Regions from separate parts of the Mus musculus genome. Here region 1 is linked to region 2. A link is a contact called in public promoter capture Hi-C data. All regions are on one chromosome and are shown on one strand. The core of a region is the stretch at or near the end of the contact, and the rest is flanking DNA. Distances in the headings are between cores, read along the strand shown. Region 1 holds the start of Kcnn3 (potassium intermediate/small conductance calcium-activated channel, subfamily N, member 3). Region 2 holds the start of Etv3l (ets variant 3-like).

Region 1 (2,727 bases), core at 150-2,649, 2.0 Mb before region 2:
AAGGAATTCTCACAGGACCATGGAAGAAAAACATGGGAAGTTAGGAAATCTCTCAAAATCAATCTCTCTCTCTCTCTCTCTCTCTCTCTCTCTCTCTCTCTCTCTCTCGTCTACATACTCCTTTTGTTGAATGTATAAAGAGAAACCACAGTCCCTACCTTTGAGTACAAACCCCAAGACAGTTCGGTCTCTATCACCATAACAACAATTCCAAACATCCCAAAAATCAGAGCATAGTCACTCAGTCGCTTTCTCTTTTCAAACAGGGCCCTCCTGTGTCCCAGCTTATAGCCAATGTTTTGGTTTTTCCGCTTGTTGGCTTTGGGGAAGGTGGTGCTGCCGGCCGTGGTGCCGGCATGCTGGTGGTTGTGGGTAGCGTTGGGGTGATGGAGCAGAGTCTGGTGGGCATGGTTATCCTCCCTGGAGGAGATGATAATCTCTGGGGGGTTGCTGGGACTGAAGAGCTGGAGGGGTTGGCCCTCAGGCTCAGCCTCGATAAGGTTTCTCCGAGAGGCGCTGAGGCGGCTGAGGGGCTTCATGACCCCACCGCTGTATTTGCAGGAGCTCATAGCTATCTCCGTGAAGGGATTGCTGTCCCGCCGGTGCACCAGGGGGCTGGCCTGCCGGTGCCGGCTGCCTCCACCGGGCCCACTTGTGGCTGTGGAACTTGGAGAGTGGCCAAGCAAGTGGTCATTGAGATTTAGCTGGCTGCCTTGCCTGGAGGAAGGGTGGAGGATGGCGGTAGAGTTGGCTGAAGTGGGGGCCCTGAACGCCGTGGGAGAAGAGTGCAACAGACCAGGATGGACAAGCTGGCTCTGGAGTTGGGCAAGCTGAGGCAGGGGGTGCAGTGGAGCCTGCTGCTGCTGCTGCTGCGACTGCTGCTGCTGCTGCTGCTGCGACTGTTGCTGCTGAGGCTGCGGAGGCTGAGGCTGCAGCAAGGGTCCCGGAGGCTGCTGGGGGACTGCTGGTGGCGCTGGCGGTGGTGGCGGTTGCTGCTGCTGCTGTTGCTCGTCCCCAGAAGATGGACAGGGACACTTGGGGTCTTCATCCAGGTCCCCCACCCCCGAGTCATGGAAGTGCCCAGAAGTGTCCATCTTGGGGCCTGGCTGAGTTCCCTGCAGCACGACCCTCCACCCCAAAGCCACCCTCGTTCCAAAGATGACCTCAAAGAAAGCCAGGCATCCAAGATTCCCCACCAGAAGTGTCTTGGCTCCAGTCCTCTCTCTTTGGTTTGCTTCAGTTCTCTGGGGCTGCCACTCGAGTATGCATTGTATTGGGCGGGTAGAAAAGCCAGGAGAGGAGCCGGGGGAAGGAGGAAGGGGCGAAAAGAACTCTATTCTGAAGGCGGTCCTCTAGGAGTGTATGAAGCAGACTCAGCTTCACTCCTCGCTGGCTCAATAGCTTCGCTCTCCTCCTCCTGACACTGTTATATGGCAAGCCAAGCCCACTTATTAGCCAGCGGTTTCATTGGCTTGGCTTAACTCTCCAACCCCTCCAAACTCCGCCTCCCTCTCAGGCTCCGCCTCCAAGAAGGGGCCTGCCATCCTTCGCTCCTCGCCGGGTGGCAGCGCAACGAGGGCTGGGAACTGTAGTTTTTGCTCCAAGACCACTACCACTCCAACCCCTCCACACTCCACCCGCAAGCTGAGCACCTGCCTTCTTTCCTCTGAAAGGTACGGTCAGGATACTGATGCCCACAGCAATCCCGGCTGAATGTTGGCGCTGGGGCGATGAAAGGAAGGGATCGAGAGCACCCTAAAGGGGAAGCTGTCACCATGCTGGGGAAACCGGGACCGGAGGACAAACGTTGATTAATAGCCAGTATCTGTACAGGTTGTTTTACACATTGGATTCCAGGTACATCTTCCAAAAGCCCAAGGGGATAGGGACTGTGCTCATATTTTACAAAGAAAATTAACACCGGGAGGCATTGAGCATAAACTGACAGAAGCAGAAGGGACCCACTCCTGACAGGGAGAAGCTCACCTACCTACCACTGTCAGAGCACCTGCGCTGTGTACAGGAGCCTCTGTTATTTCCAATCCTCACATCAACCCTATGAAGTGACGTCATCATCCTAAAAAAAGAAATAAAAGAAGGAAAAAGGAAAGAAAAGAAGCCCACTCACACGCAGATAAGAAATATGGCTCTTGTCACCCAGCTTGTAATTAAAGGCACTAGGATTTGAGCAGAGATCAGCCTGAGTCCACCACTCTTCTTCCGCTGCCTAGATGCTCCCCCCCCCCCATGATGATCAACACACAGTGGCTGTTCAATAAATAGTATCCACATGATGGATGGGAAAGGGCCAAAGAGAATCTGTCAAGGAAGAGCCAACTTCCCCAAAGCAGGATGTTTTAGTAACCTGGATCCAGCCTCTTCCAGAACAGCTGGGTCTGGAGTCACCTCAGGGTCGATGAGGACGACTGGAAATCCCAGTGGCTCCATGTCTGATCTGCCCCATGGGTCTCTGAGAGTCAGAGCTGGAAACAGCTGCTGGCTTCCCTGGTTCAGACTCCTCCTCATAAAGTATTTATTAGACTCCCACTGTGTGCAGAAGACTCTCCAAGGGGACAAGACCAGAGATGAATTTATTTCCATTTTTAATTGGGACAGCCTTAGCAATTGGGGGGGGGAGTGCTATGAATTCCTCTAGGCACACCTGGGCTCTAAGAGGGAGCATCTTCCTATCCACTTCCCAGCTCCCCACCATCCTCAGGCCTCTGT
Region 2 (2,700 bases), core at 131-2,630:
TATTCTTATCCAATGTTCCTTAGGGAAGCCTCCCGAACATCCCACCCCGGCCCTTAGTCTCCCCACCAGGAACAAGAAATCCCGTGCAGCAGGCACTAAGGGGGCAGCAGGGCAAGGCAGGCAGGAGATGAAAGTTCCAGCAAACAGTTGAGCTGGGTGAGCTCATCACTGCCCAGGGCAGGGCGTTAGATCAGCCGGAAAACCCGGCAGCAAGCAGAGGTAGCCCGCAACCCTGCATCCCAGCATCCAAGGCCTCCGTCCATAAAAACCAATCCCGTGTCTACATCTAGCCCAGACCTCCAGGCTAGACCTGAGCCCTTCACTTTCTATCAAGTCTGAAGCTCTCTCAGCTGATTCTGTGCTTGAGTCTCTATGCCCAGGAGGCTCCACTGTCCTTTGACAAAGCCAGAGAGATCAAACCCCCTCCACCCCGACCCTGACCCAGGGCTTGGAGAGAGTTTGAAACTTTCTCTTGGCATCGCACCTGCCTCTCTAGCCTGCATCTGTGCTCACTACCATAAGGGCTCTCATACGTCAGGATTCTTGGCCCTAGTACTTTGGGAAACGGTGTGAGAAAGGAAGAGGGGCAGGTGGATGGAGCAGAACCCTCTTGCCCCACCAGAGGCATGCATCCCTTTAGTTCATCCTGCCAGGCTCAGGAGGAATTCTCTGTCCTGTCTCCACCCACTCCGTGATGCTCCCCAACTCGGCTGCCTCCATCTGCTCCCCAGTCAGCCTCAACAACTGGCCTTTTACCCCCGACCGACCCGACTATCGTCGTCCCCCGAAACCCCCACCCCCACCCCAACCCGTGCCCTGGAGCAATGAGCCTGGGCAGGGGCATGGCTCCTAAGGACCCACAAGGCTAGCAGGATGAGAAGTTGGCTGAGAGCTTGGTTATTTGCTCATCATTCACCCCAGAGTCTTGTCTGTTCCAGATAGTAGATACTGGCCCCACCTTCATAGAAGAACTCCCTGCTACACTGAACCAGTGTCCCTGTGACATCCTCCCACAGATGCCGGAAAGCTCTCTGCCCTGAGCACACAACTCCAGCTCTGTGCCATTCCTCTGGAGAAAGAAAAGCCTCGCCACACCTGTGGGCTTCAGCTCCTTCCGCCCCACTTCCCAACTGTCCCATAACTGGCTCCATATCCGGGTGCACAGAGGAGCCCCCGTCTCAGACCTGCCAGGATGGCTTACCGCTTTGGATCATCAATTCTGCGCGCAGTCTGGTTCCTTCTGACTCGCTCCTTGCCCTTGCTCATCGCGTTAGGGTTACTTAAAATGAGAGCGGGGATCTCCAAGCTCCCAGGGGAGCCAAGGTCGTTTGCAGACAGCACCATTAACCCTTTGAGAGCCAGTGGCACGGCTCGATGCCTTATACAGACACCCCACACATGTGTCCACCTTGCAGCAGAGTAGGGGCTCTTCCTGTGGGGTGGCTGGCTCCTAAAGTACCTGCTAGGGACACTTCCTCCTTTTCAATTCTTCTCAAGGTTACTGACCTGCTGGGACGTCCTGCGAGTTGTCTAGCCATCCATTCTTTCTTGTGTAGCATTCTGTGGAGATCGGAGTTCAGATCTAAAAACTGACCTCATACCTCCCAGACTTAAACGTGACTCCAGCCTTTGCTTGAGATGCGCTCTCACTCACTCACTCACTGACTCACTGACTCACTCACTCACTCACTCACTCACTCACTCACTCACTCACTCACTCACTCACTAGTGCCAGATTGTCACAACCTGTAACTTTCCTTCTTTGGCTAGAATAAAATGATATAGATGAAATATATTTTAAAGTATATTATTTTTTACTTACTCCTTAGTACTGGAGACATGGCTAGGCAAATTCTTCCACCAGTGAGTCCCATCTTCCACATGATAGTTACTCAAGGTCATTTTTCTAAAGATTTAAAGGCACATAATATGTTTACTCTCTTATGGTTCTAGAGATTAAAAAAATTTTTTTAAGACCTTACTAATTTGACTTGAAGTTAGACAACAGGAAGAACTTCCAACTAAAGACTAAGCCAGTTAGGAGACAGTGACTACAGGAGTATCAGACAGCTCAGTGAGGAACAAGATAAGGGCTAGAATTCCCAGGACATCTTGGGGAGGAGATGAGAACTTAGCTGAGATGCCTAAGGAACAGGATCTCAGGTTGATACCTGGGACCAAGCCACCCTGGAGCCTGTCAGGGCTGTGTTCAGCTTTCCAGCCCCAAGCAGGGAGAAGGCTGATGGATGTTGTTGGTATCAGTATGATTTTCCTGTCTTCACTGACTCTGGGAGGCCATGCCCCCACCCCTCAGCATACTGCCTTCTGAGCTGATGGAGATGGGATGGAGGGCACGGAATTACATTCTGGGCTTGTTTTCTGGTTAAATCAACCGAAGCTAGCGTGATGGACAGGTGGGAGAGGGGCTGATTGATGGAAGACAAGAGCTGGGCCTCAGGGAGGGAGGGAGGGTCCTGGTGAAGGCAGGGCTCCGTAGGCCAGAGCCATGCAGGAAGGGTAACCTCGCACAGTGATGGGCAAGAGGAGACACACGGTGAAGGGAAGAGGAGATGTAGTTAGCATCCTGCTGTCTGTCGTAGGTGCTGGGTCTGCAGTGCAGCAGGCTGGCCTGCCCCTTGCTCGCCATCACCCACCTACGCTCATTCACTTAAGAGTTTGAAGCCTGGGCCTCCTGTCCAC

The links. Promoter capture Hi-C pulls out the DNA fragments that hold promoters and counts their contacts.
Region 1: a contact with region 2 is called in a promoter capture Hi-C map of liver, with 2.8 times the contacts expected there. The contact joins the promoter of Kcnn3 here to the promoter of Etv3l in region 2. A contact is called at or near these places in 2 of 39 promoter capture datasets (liver and pre-B cells).

The regions. Positions count from the first base shown.
Region 1 is chr3:89,518,836-89,521,562 of GRCm38.p6, reverse strand. Kcnn3 (potassium intermediate/small conductance calcium-activated channel, subfamily N, member 3) reads right to left here and starts at 1,399. Exons shown (of 8, transcript NM_080466.2): 1 at 159-1,399. The coding sequence starts at 1,094.
Region 2 is chr3:87,548,737-87,551,436 of GRCm38.p6, reverse strand. It overlaps Etv3l (ets variant 3-like), which reads right to left and starts at 1,380. Exons shown (of 6, transcript NM_001370856.1): 1 at 1,202-1,380.